3 separate regions of the Mus musculus genome follow, and regions 1 and 2 are each linked to region 3. Evidence: chromatin contacts called from public promoter capture Hi-C data. All regions are on one chromosome and are shown on one strand. The core of a region is the stretch at or near the end of the contact, and the rest is flanking DNA. Distances in the headings are between cores, read along the strand shown.

What was found. Promoter capture Hi-C pulls out the DNA fragments that hold promoters and counts their contacts.
Region 1: a promoter capture Hi-C map of pre-B cells shows a contact between it and region 3, with 8 times the contacts expected there. The contact joins the promoter of Mrpl36 here to the promoter of Arrdc3 in region 3. A contact is called at or near these places in 2 of 39 promoter capture datasets (liver and pre-B cells) and 1 of 484 Hi-C or Micro-C datasets (CD4 T cells).
Region 2: a promoter capture Hi-C map of pre-B cells shows a contact between it and region 3, with 6 times the contacts expected there. The contact joins the promoter of Cox7c here to the promoter of Arrdc3 in region 3. A contact is called at or near these places in 2 of 39 promoter capture datasets (liver and pre-B cells) and 1 of 484 Hi-C or Micro-C datasets (pre-B cells).

The regions. Positions count from the first base shown.
Region 1 is chr13:73,328,902-73,333,238 of GRCm38.p6, forward strand. It overlaps Mrpl36 (mitochondrial ribosomal protein L36), which reads left to right and starts at 2,108. Exons shown (of 2, transcript NM_053163.1): 1 at 2,108-2,190; 2 at 2,459-3,277. The coding sequence starts at 2,472. The coding sequence ends at 2,780.
Region 2 is chr13:86,045,193-86,049,061 of GRCm38.p6, forward strand. It overlaps Cox7c (cytochrome c oxidase subunit 7C), which reads right to left and starts at 1,603. Exons shown (of 3, transcript NM_007749.3): 1 at 1,409-1,603; 2 at 535-677. The coding sequence starts at 1,483. The coding sequence ends at 561.
Region 3 is chr13:80,880,677-80,884,990 of GRCm38.p6, forward strand. It overlaps Arrdc3 (arrestin domain containing 3), which reads left to right and starts at 2,746. Exons shown (of 8, transcript NM_001042591.1): 1 at 2,746-3,253. The coding sequence starts at 2,974.

The DNA.
Region 1 (4,337 bases), core at 858-3,357, 7.6 Mb before region 3:
CATTGGAAAGCTGTCCGGAAAAGCTCTGCTATGTAGAAAAAAACCTGATGCAAATCGTAGTCTGTAACTCTGAAGGCTGTTTTGGCCTCTCCTGCCTCATTTGAATCTGAGTCCGAACCTCCCTTGGAACGACATATACTGTCAAACCCCAAAGTAGCCTGAACAACTTTGCTCAGAGGTAGACAGGTGGGACCCCAGACTCAGAGCAGGGCCGGGTCACTAATTCCGAGAAAGTGCCAGAAGCTAGCATGTGTTGTTTGGGATCTCTTGGCCAGGATTGGAGGTTAATGACCTGGTATCTACCTTTCTGTGCTCTGCTATAGCATAAGGACTAGGTGAGTCTGAAGACGAAAGGGGTAACCAGAGAGGGCCCTAAGACACAAGGACAAAGACCTCGCCAAGTTGAAAAATGCCCCAATAAATGTGGGCCTAAGATGCCCTGGCTAGCCTTAAGCTCTGTAAGCCAGGCTAACCTAGCACTCACTGTCTTCCTGCCTCAGCCTTTGGAGTGCTGGGATTTCAGGCTTATGTCTCCACACCCTGTCCTGCAGATTTGTCTCATTCTCCCTCTTTTTAAAGGATTTATTTTATATGTATGAGTGTATACATTTATATATGGCCATGTGTGTGGTTACCTGGTACCAAGAGAAGGGCACAGGATCTCCAGACAGGTCAAGTTACAGTCCATTTGAGTAGTTGTGTGGGTGCTGGGAACAGAATGATGGTCTTCTGCAAGAGTAGCAGGTGCTCTTAGCCATCAAGCTATCTCTCCAGCCCTAAGTCTCTATTTAAACCCTAACACCCCCTGTCTGTGTATGAGTTCACACACATGTGAGTTCATACACAGGTGCCACAGAGCACATGTGGAAGTTGGAGGAAGCCAGTCTCTTTTTCCATGTGAGTTCTGGGGACTGAACTGAGGTCTACAGACTTGCATGGAAAGCACTTGTGACTCCCAGGCCATCTCTCTGACCCACATTATTTTTTTTAATTGCTAGAACTCTGGAGTCCTTTTTTCCTTTTCTTTCTTTCTTTCTTTTTTTTTTTTTTTTTTAGGCATTTTTATTAGATATTTTCTTCATTTACATTTCAAATGCTATCCCCCAAAGTCCCCTATACCCTCCTCCCTCCCCCCTCCCCAACCCACCCACTCCCACTTCCTGGCCCTGGCATTGCCCTGAACTAGGGCATATAATCCCCAAAGAAAGACCAAGGGCCTCTCCTCCCATTGATGGCCGACTAGGTCATCCTCTGCTACATATGCAACCAGAGACACAGCTGGGGGGGGGGGGCGGTGTTTACTGGTTAGTTCATATTGTTGTTCCTCCTATAGGGTTGTCAACCCCTTTAGCTCCTTGGGTACTTTCTCTAGCTCCTTCATTAGGGGCCCTGTGTTCTGGCAAATACAGAAGTGAATGCTCACAGTCATCTATTGGCTGGAACTCAAGGTATTCCTATGGGTGCTTAGTGTGAAGGGTGAGACTGGGAGTTAGAGAGAACTACATTAGCCTTAATGACAACCTACTTTGCTATACATAAAAATAAGATGGGTAGATTTACGAACCACCTGAAATCCAATGTATATGAATTAACTGTAGAAGCCCTATATATAGGAATTACCTGTACGCACACATATATACATATATACATGTATATATATGGAAATTAACTGTAGAAATCAGTAATGGTGTATGTTGGTCTTTCCACGTTCCTTGTTGCTTTTCCTAGTTCGCGGGTAGGGACTTAACTAGAGCAGTGTCTGCACTTGCTCCTCTGGCCTTTCCCATGTCTGCCAGAACGTCTCTTAATGTAAACATATGACCTGTACATTTTGTCTGAATGTTGGGTTTTGTTTTGTTTCCAATATATTCACTGTTTGCAGTTTCTTTTACAGTCAAAGCCTGCTTTTTCTGTCTTTTTTTTTTTTCTTCTCCCATGGGCACCGGTCTTGGTCCCAGCATCTGCAGAGGCAGAGCTTAGAGTGCAGGATTCTGGATAAAGAATACTGAGACAAGGAAGGCTTTATCTGCTCCTTAGTCGTCCTCTGCACAGCACACGTCATCCCACGTGACCTTACGCCATCTTTCTTCCTGGCGGTGGCGTCCCACTCCACTGCGCAGACGCGGAAGCTTCGCTAACCGGCGCCCGAAGTTGATTAAGGACTTCTCCGCCGGTGGCACCCCTTCCCAGGTGTGGGTCCCAGGTTTCATGGGGGCAGGCAGAGGTGGTGCCAGAGCTGCTGGCCGGGAGTGCGGGCGGGGTCCCTGGCCGGCGTGAGTGAGCCTCCGGAATCTGCGGCTTCTCCGGAGTGCGCAGGCCTGGGCACATGGAGACGCGGAGCCCAGAGTGCAACCCTGGCATGTGTGCTCTGACCTCTGATGCCAAGTAACCTTGATAGGGGAGGGCCTAGGGACTGGCAGACGTGCAGCACAGGATGACCACGCTTCTCTTCCCCCAGGTCTGGGCTCGGCATGGCCGCACTGCTTGTACGGAGCGTGGTGGCTTCGGTGGTGGACCCGTTCCTGCACCTGAGTCGCCTCGCGGTGAAGCCCCGAGTCTTCTCCTCGTTCCTGCTGGGGACATTGCCACGCGCCAAACCCTGCGCAGAGGTGCGCTCAGTTCTCTGTGGCCGTCCCTTGCCGACCCTGCTGCCCTCGCTGGGCTTCAAAACCAAAGGTGTCATCAAGAAGCGCTGTAAAGACTGCTACAAGGTGAAGAGGCGTGGGCGCTGGTTTATCCTCTGTAAGACCAACCCCAAGCATAAACAGCGACAAATGTAGCCCTTGTCTTCAAGCAGTGTCCATGGAAAATTCATTTCACCTTATCAGAGAAAAATAAACATTAAGCATTCTGTAAGATCCATGGGCCTTAGGGCTTTGTTGAACCCCCCTTTCCCCACATCATAGCCCAATTCCTTCACATCTAATCAGACCAGAGCTGCCGATGGAGAAGGATTGTTACAGTAGCTGTGTATGAAGCAGGAATACAGAGCCAGCTTTATCTCTTGAGACAAAGTCTGGCTCGGTAACCCTGGTTGACCTGAAACTTGGAGAGAAACTCCTGCCTCTGCCATTTGTTACCATATGCAGCAGATTGTAAGTGCTTTAAGAGGCTGCCTGAGCCAAAAAGCTCTTGTGGGGTGTGCAACAATCCCAATTTAAGAACAAACGATGTTCTTGTGTAGCAACTATCCCAGTCTTTACTCAAGGAAAACCTTGTTTACATAGAAATGTCTTTTGGATACCAATTAAAAATATTTGTCATGACTGTTCTTACACTCTGGAGTAGTAGTGTTCTTTATTACCACCAAACTAATGCTTTCAGAAGGAGGTTAGTACATTTTCAGTTCAAAGAAGGTAACAGAGCATGCTGGCTTCTGCAGGGAGTGCTAGGACACCAGCAATTTTTCAAATCTTGCGGTTGTCACTATTAAAAATCGGGCCTGAGGGCTGGAGAGATGGCTTAGCAGTTAAGAGCACACTGACTGCTCTTCTAAAGGCCCTGAGTTCAAATCCCAGCAAACACGTGATGGCTCACAACCCTCCGTAATGAGATCTGATGCCCTCTTCTGGGGTTTCTGAAGACAGCTACAGTGAACTTACATATAATAAATCTTTAAAAAAGCGGGCCTGGGGTTCATGTTTCTCCTGGTCTTTGACACTATGCCTTTTTGTGGTTCTAAGTCCCATTAATCTGTTGAACTTCAGGTTCACCTGGTGTAGTCTACCAACTGATTCCAGACTAGCGTGTTTTGTGGCCCTGTGATTGATGTCGAGTGCTGTGAACCTGCTGTCCTCTGTAAGGAATTATACCTGGTAGCTGCTGGTACCCTCTATCATTTTCTTGGAGTACTGTGAATTCAGAGATAGTTTCAATAGGTAGCTACAGGAGATAACCATTGCCTTTTCCTGGGATCTTAAAATAGCCGTTAAGAAGTGCTCACAGCACTAGGTCTGATAGTTGCTAAGCAAGAAAGTTTAAGCAGAGATCCTCCAGACAAGACTTTGAAAAGAGAGGTCCTGGCAATAATGTTATTTTTAAGGGAGGCAGAGAAACCATGTGCTTTGATCTGTTGCCTTTTGAAGGGTTTGTATAAGCTTATCTGTGAACCTGAAGCCCGGGAGAGAGTCTGAGGACACAGGGAGAGCAAATGGCGCCTTAATAGGACCTAGCACAAACGATAGCAAGTTCTCTGGTTCATCATTCACACCACATCACATGCGGATAGTGTTCAGTCCTGAACTCTGCAGTAAGTTTCTGATGGGCCCAGCCAGCAGGAGGTGAGGCGCAGGAACCCACTTAGCCAGCAGAAGACCCTGGGCCAGGGTGACCGGACC
Region 2 (3,869 bases), core at 353-2,852, 5.2 Mb after region 3:
TAGATAACTAGGAGTGGTAGAAATGAAAAGAACACTGGAACATTTCAGGGTTTCTTTCCCATCAACTTTGTAGATGTCAATACCATTTGGTAATGTCAAAGGTTGGCTATCCTTAGTGCACTTTTGTCGCTGAAGATTCAATTATTTCTGTAGAAGACACAACACTGATTTATGAAGTGTGATTCATAGAACAAGATTATCCTCTGTAGGAACCCTACACTAGTGCTACTAGCTATTGAAACTCAATCAATTATCTCTGTGTCTTCAATGGGGTTTTAATACTACTTATCTTAGAGGTGTGTTGCATAATATATATTCAGATTATTGGGGTCAAGGAGTACTTGTAAAATACTGACCTTTACTGATCAATACTTTATTTTTTTAATAGGTTTTCCAAATTGCCTCTACCAATATGACATTTACACTTAACCTTAAGGAATCTGGAGACAACTATCTACTTGCATGTTGTGGAAGAGTGTATAGGGTATAGAACAGAAATTACTGTTTTAGGAAAATTAGAAGCTTACTAATTACCTGTTAAAGGGATGAATTAAATATCCTTATTTTTTAAGTAGCTGGTGTCTTACTATAAAGAAAGGTGCGGCAAACCCAGATCCAAAGTACACGGTCATCATAGCCAGCAACCGCCACTTGTTTTCCACTGAAAATGGCAAATTCTGTTGAGAAAGAGAGAACACGGCAAAAAACATTCGTTCAAAGCATCTGAACTTGCTCTAATAAAAGGGTCGGGAGCAACCACGTATTTTATAATCAGCTGCATTCGACAGAACATTTTCATTTTAATTTAACACGCAGGTTTTCTGAATACCAGTTGGTAGGCCCTATTAAGTGTAAGGGTCTTTTTGGTTTTAATATTTGAAAAAAAAATTACTCTCCGAAGTAGTAACTTTTAGAAACAAACACATCATTCTCGTCCGTTGTTATTCGAATTTTCAGTATCAATCACAGTACAATTTTCTCTTTTTCCTATTCCACATCCTCTCTCTTCCCTTTACCAGGCTTCACCTAACAATTCCGGGGCAGTCACCACTAAGTACTCCGTTTACTTACACTGGGGGCTAAACCGGGCCTAACCGAGGATCGCCGCTTCAAACGTGGCTTGCTGGTTTAAAGCGCTAATAACCAGCCACAGGCCCTCTTCTTTTGTTTCCAATGACCTTCAATCTCCGACGCCGCCCAGCTCCCACCGAACCTTCCAGGCCTCGCTCTGCGGCTGACAGGCGGCGTGGAGGCAGCGGCTAGGCGCCGTGCTTCCCAGTTCTCCCCGGGGTGTGGACTGAGGGGCCTGAGTGTCTCCCCGAGCTCCTGGACAGTCACTTCCCTCCCCACACGCTCCAGGCCGGCCGCCGAGCGTCACCTTGCCCCTAGGCAGCCGAGCCTCACTCACCTTCCCCGGACCCTCCTCATAGTGGCTGCGACGGACCACGGAGGTCGTGAACCTCCGGATACTCTGGCCCAACATGTCGCTGCTGGAAGTTCTGCGAGGGCCGCAGACACGGAAGGCGGAAGAAATGGCCGTACCACCTAACTCCCCTTTCTACACGACCTTGCTCGGCAGAGCGCGAAGACCGAAAGGGAAGATGGGAGTTACAACAGGAACTTCCTGAAACGTACTCAACCGGCGGGCTCTGAGGTTTGTGGGCTTTGTAGTTTAGATAATACCGGGCGCCATATCGGCTCCGATGGATTGTGGGAAATGTAGTCTGGCTCTAGAATGAGCGCGCACCAGCACCAAGTGATAACTTACCTTTAGTGATTCAATGGGACCTGAGCTGTCCTATGAGTTCAGATCTAGGATTCTTGGGATTTGTTTCCAGAAACAATTTATTGAAGAAACTAAAGCTGCTTTAACATGTGTGTTCAAGTTAATGGAACAAGAAATAAAATTATTTTCTTGTGAGTATATCAGTCATTTTGATTATGGTTCTTTGCCAAGGTTGAAAGATGTGCATTATAGTCCTGTCTGAGGGAACACAAGCAACTGATCAAACAGTATGTAGCACAAAGGATGCCGTAGTGAAAACTGGACTGAAGTGCTAAGACCTGGTTTTTTTGAAGGTATAGAAATTGGATATAAGAGGACATACAGATAGAAACTCCTATGCGCAGCATGATTAGGTTGGAGAAGACACAAGAACCTTCTGACTTCTGGAGATTCCCTGGATTAGGAATTGGTTTATTCCTGCTGAACATAACAGTTTCATGGAGCATCAACATTAGCCAAGGCTACTAGACACTCGTAGATTATTGTTTTTTTTTTAAATTGGATAATTTCTTTATTTGCATTTCAAATGTTATTCCCTTTACCAATCCCCCCCCAAACTCCCTATCCCATCCCACCTTTTGTGAGAATATCGTTTGAAAAGGGGGTCACTGTGTGTATCTCTAAATATATAAATATAACCTTTTCAGTCTGTATAATATTACTTATGTATGTAACAATACCGGATGAAATGAAGAAACCATGAATTTGAAAGAGAACACAAGGCAGGGTACATGAAAGGGGTTGGAGGGAGAAAAGAGAAATGGAGAAATGCTGTAATCATATTATAATTAAAAATTATAATTTTTAGAAGAACACCACATAGACTTGTTAAATTAAGATTAGTCTAAATATGGTTCATATTTGATGATAAAATTTGGCTGAAACTATATCCTAAGAGATGTGTAAAAATATTTCATTCAAGCTACTAAGGCTCAGAAAGTAACAGGAGTTAAGCAAATCACAGGACTACATTCTGTCATCTAGCTCTCAGTCTGTCAGTCTGTTGGTTTGTCTATCTATCTATCTATCTATCTATCTATCTATCTATCTATCTATCATCTATCTGTCATCTACATATTTATGAATCTGCCTGTTAAACATAGTTGCAAATTCTATCACAAGTGTAGGCCATCCTTACCTAATCTAGATGACTCTCTTGGACTCTCTGTGAGTATTGTCATTAAAAGAGTAAGGCAGAAAGTATCAGTGTGCCATTGTCTTGCCCATATATAACAGTAAGAGAGATGAAAGGAGGTGGGGAGGGAGATTAGTTCCTCTCCTAACTTTTGGAGTGGGGGGTATGGGGAGAGAGAGGGGGGGAGAGAGAGAGAGAGAGAGAGAGAGAGAGAGAGAGAGAGAGAGAGAGAGAGAGAGAGAGAGAGAGAATTTCATTTTTAAAATATTTTTATTAGATATTTTCTTCATTTACATTTCAAATGCTATCCCGAAAGTCTCCTATACTCTACCCCCTGCCCTGCTCCCCTACCCACCCACTCCCACTTCTTGGCCCTGGTGTTCCCCTGTACTGGGGCATATAAAGTTTGCAAGACCAAGGGGCCAAGATATTTTATTTTATCCATTTTATCTGATGGTTTGCCTTTGTGTATGCATGCATTAAAACTTGATTCTTTGACAGGAGTAGCAAGCACTCTTAAACTTTCTCTTCAGTCCCCTCTTAAATTTTTAGAAGAGATTTGTTCTGTCCTTTTTCATATTAAAAGATTTGTAACAATACTTATGTTTATTCTATTAGAATTCTATACATGTATACAATTTATTTTGATGTCTATGCCCTCCCTCCAACTCTCTTTGTACATCCTACAATGTGTGCCCCTCCCAACTTTATGCCTTCTTTGTTTAAGATATCTCACTGAGTACATTTAGTATTGCTCACATGGAAGTGTAAATGGGTTTTTAGCCATCTACTTGGCAAAGAAACCCACCAATGGTGACACGTTCTAGGGAAAATTGACCCTTCTTCCGCCAGTAGCCATCAACTGTTAATTGCTCCTCAGAGCTAGGTTTTGTGACTGGACCACCACCCCTATGCTAGATTTTGACTAGTTTAATCTTTTCTCAGGTA
Region 3 (4,314 bases), core at 1,496-3,995:
CTACCCCCAAATCTAGGATTACAGGTGCCCCAACCATGCCTGGCTTTTAGAAACCTCATTATCAAGAGAGACTACTAGGTGACGGGAAGGGCAACATTCCCCTAGTACAAACTTTCAGTCAGTAAAATGTGAATTTCCTAGGAGCCGATTCCTCTTGGTGACTCTCGCCTTTAAATTACATATTGGCAACAACAAGCCAAGCCAACAAAGGGGGCAGAAGATGTACTTGACAGGAGGAGAGACTTAGCAGATGAGTAGGAGGACAAAGCATATGAGATGTAGGCTGGGTTGCAGCAGGAAAGAGCCTTGGTGTGAAGATGAATAGCTGAAATCTAAATCAAAATACAATAGTGTCCCAGTGAAACATCAGAGAAGCCCAAGATAGCACGCCACAACCCAGCACTCCCAGCTGTCTCAAGGGGAGACATTTTGAGTCTGCAAATGCAAAGTTATTAAAATCAAAGAGAAATAACATACAAAATTTGACCTAAGCATAACATTTCTTTTAGAAATGAAAATATACACAAGTACTTAGAGGTACCAGCATATTTGTTTGTTCGTCATGCTTTTGTGGCTTCAATAACTAGGAGGGGAAAGCCAAATGAATCAAATATACTTGTTTACACACTTGAGGAATACTATGTAACAAAACCTCAAAAGGAAAAGGGGACCAAAGGGAAATAAATGCAACATGGGTAAAAATTATTGGTTAAGGTTTAGCATGTGTCCATTACTAAAGTCTTTGAGAAGTCACATTAGACTAATAGCAAAGTAAATCTAATGAAGCAAAAGATCCTAGGAGCATCAAATAAAAGAGGGAGCAATACAGGGATGGTGTTGATTCCCCATTAGAAACTTTACAAACTACAAACAATACTAGGATCCTTTTCCATTAAATGCAATTCTCAGGCTCTTACATAGTGATCCTTAATTTTCAGAAATGTGATACAGTTCACAGCACCCACGTAGCCACGTTCACATCTATAACTCCAGTAACAGGGAGTCTGAGGCCACCGATCTTCTGGCTTAACAGGTTCCAGAACACACAATGCGTGCTCTTACATAGATATACATACATAAATAAAATTTAAAAAATAATGTAAATTCTCGTTGTGCCCACTTTTAACTCCACTCCTTGCTCAATCTTCTGTGGTGTCTAATGCTGAAATCCACCTCATACTGAAGGAAACTTGACATTCTAGCAAAGACGTGGCTGTTACCACTAGGGGGAGAAAAACACCAATAGTATTTGTTACCAACCCTTAGCCCAAGGGTTAGACACTTTACCTGGATTATCCACCAGGTGTCAACCAAGAGAAGAAAGTTGCCCCTACCCCCCACCCCGGACCAAATACACAGATGTGTAATTTTATGCATAAAAAGCTAAACTCTTCTTGGCTTTTCCAGTAATTATTCTTCACATAGTTATATTTTAGGTTTTTTTTTTCAGTTCAAGTGTCAAGTTCAATCTAACTAAACATGTAGATTTTTTTTCTTTTTTAAATAAAGAAAACAGCAAGATGAATGTGTTTAGTTTGTTGTGATTCGACCTATCCAGATTTATCATTCAAAAAAAAAATCTAATGTTTAACTATGGACAACCAACCCCCCACATTTTTTGGTTAGGCATAATACAGGATTTTATAACATAGCCCTGTTATGAGGTTATGTTGATTGTTAATGATCTATTACCCCCTAAATCCTGGTGATGTTTATGACTGAGTATTTTACTCAAGGCATTAAAAAAGGAGAAATGTGCCTGTATTTAAAGATGCAGCACGGCAATTAGCATGTTGAATTAAAAGTAAGGCTTAACAAAATTAAGCCTCACTTATATAACAAATCATACTTAAAAACCAAAAACCACCTTATATGCTTTCCTAAGGCTTTTCAGTCTGTTGTAAACAATGTCAGCTAAATGACTATGTTCAAACCGCCTCTTATGAGGTGGTAATTAGGGGTGTGAGCTCTATTCTTATTCCTGATACAGGAGTTGTAATCGAGTCATTCCCTGCAAAAGGAGCAAAAGGTGATGTCTTGAAAAAGGACTTTTTCTCCCTTCGAGGAAGTGGTCAGGCCTACACACTACACAGACAACTTGATTGGGTTTGATGCTGTAGGAGCTGAAGACGGGAGCTGCCTGGAGCATTGTTCTTTGGCTCCTCAGGCCTTGGCTTAGTCCATTGCCACCCAGCCTACAAAGTCCTGCTTGCTTTTGTTATTTCTATCCAAGTCAACAACGCTTTCTTCTATGAACAATATTTGTCTGCTTTTTATTACGTTTCTTTTGAAATTCATTAGCTCAGACTCGGGCCACCAACCGCTTGCCCAACTGGTTTCTCCCCTTCCCCCACGGCTCGCACGTCCTCCGGGTCCGCGGCCCAGGCGCACACTCCTGGCCTGGCGCCGCCGGGTCCCTCTGCTCAGCTCCGGGAGCGCGTGCGGGGCCGGCGCTGCGGCCGCGGCGGGGGTGGCGGGGGTGGCGGGGGTGGCGGGGGTGGCGGGGGTGGCGGGGGTGGCGGGGTGCCCGCCTGCCAATCGCAGCGGCCCATGCACCGAAGTCGGCGGCGCCCGCTCCACACCTACTGTACCGGGAGCGTGCGGCAAGAGCCGGGCGCGCGCCGCGCGGGAGGGAGCGCGCTGGAAGGCTGGCCGCAGTCGCAGCCTGCGCCTGCGCACTAGGGTTGTTTTTCACAAAGCTGCTCTTAAAGTGAGCTGGCAGCCTCCAGCCGCCCGTCTTTGTAAGGAGACCACTGAGACGAGCAGGAGCGTGGAGCAGCGGCTTCTCTGCTGCCCTGACTTTTTAAGAAATCTCAATGAACTATTTGTAGACAATCACTGATCCTGCCTGCATGATTTTTTTTTCTTGCACGGCAAAGACACCCATCAGTGTTAAGTGAAGATCACATCTTATATGCGATCTTGACTTTTTTTTTGGTCTTACATTATATTTTTATAGATTTTGTTATAATCATGGTGCTGGGAAAGGTAAAGAGTTTGACAATAAGCTTTGACTGTCTTAATGACAGTAATGTCCCCGTGTATTCTAGCGGGGACACTGTCTCAGGAAGGGTAAATTTAGAAGTTACCGGGGAGATCAGAGTAAAATCTCTTAAAATTCACGCAAGAGGACATGCGAAAGTACGGTGGACGGAATCAAGAAACGCCGGCTCCAATACTGCCTATACACAGAATTACACTGAAGAAGTAGAATATTTCAACCATAAAGACATCTTAATTGGGCACGAAAGAGGTAAGTTTTTAATTAGTCACTACATTCGACTTCTTTGCATGAGAACTTTAATCTCATTTAGTGCAGTTCTAATCGGCAGTTTGTTAAAGGTTAGCAAACTTAGAAGCTGTAGTTTCTCCTTGACGTTCAAGCGTGTTAAGCCTTAATCCATGCAGGCGTCTGCAAAGTGAGTGCAAACTGCACTTAACTACATCTGTAACCGGCTTCATATCTGCCATACGCACCTTACAACGTGTTTAAATGTGACTCCGTCGTTTTACTAATATTTTCAAATTCATTTGCAAAAGCTGCAGTCCGATATTGGATTTCCTTTATTTTACAATCTTAGATACAGAAATGAGCTCCAATAAAGAACTGTAGTGACATTTAAGAAGGTTGCTAGATGTATCTGATTTTGATATTAACGTGCAAACGACTTTGAGGACTTGATTATTGTTCTTTGATAAAGGGCTTCCATCCCTTATTTTGACATATGGCACCAACACCCCCACGTGTTTTCCCCCTATTTTTCCCAATTCCCTTTAAAATGTACATCAAGCATCGTTTATTTCAAAGAATAATGTCTATCATTATGCAAACTATTAAGTCAGTTTTAGAAGCCATTCGGGGTCAGTGATTTTCTTCTCGGAGCATCATGTCTAACTTTGGAACGTGGATTCAATGAAACCCATGGCAGACAGATGGAATTGAAAAGTATATGACACATCGGATTTGGGTTTGGGGTATAAGACGAAGATTGAAGCATTGTCAAAGGGAGAAGGGGTCCTGAGATTTGCAATCTGTTGTTTAAGTGCCTACATTGTGGAAATACAGGCGACTCCAAGCTTGTTTTTCTAAGTTTCCACCCTTTGTTAGAAGCGGTTCAATCCTGTTTCGGACCAGTTCTGGGGGATGGTGAGGAGGGGCGCTTGTTCTCCTCTCAGCAGATTGGTTACACGCGTCAGGTGGTGGCGATGACTTAATTCCTAGTCCAAGAAGAATATAATGTTAAAACTGGTTATGTAATTTGTTTCTCCTTTCTAATGCAGTATTTTAGTGCAAATACTGGCGACTTTTCAGAT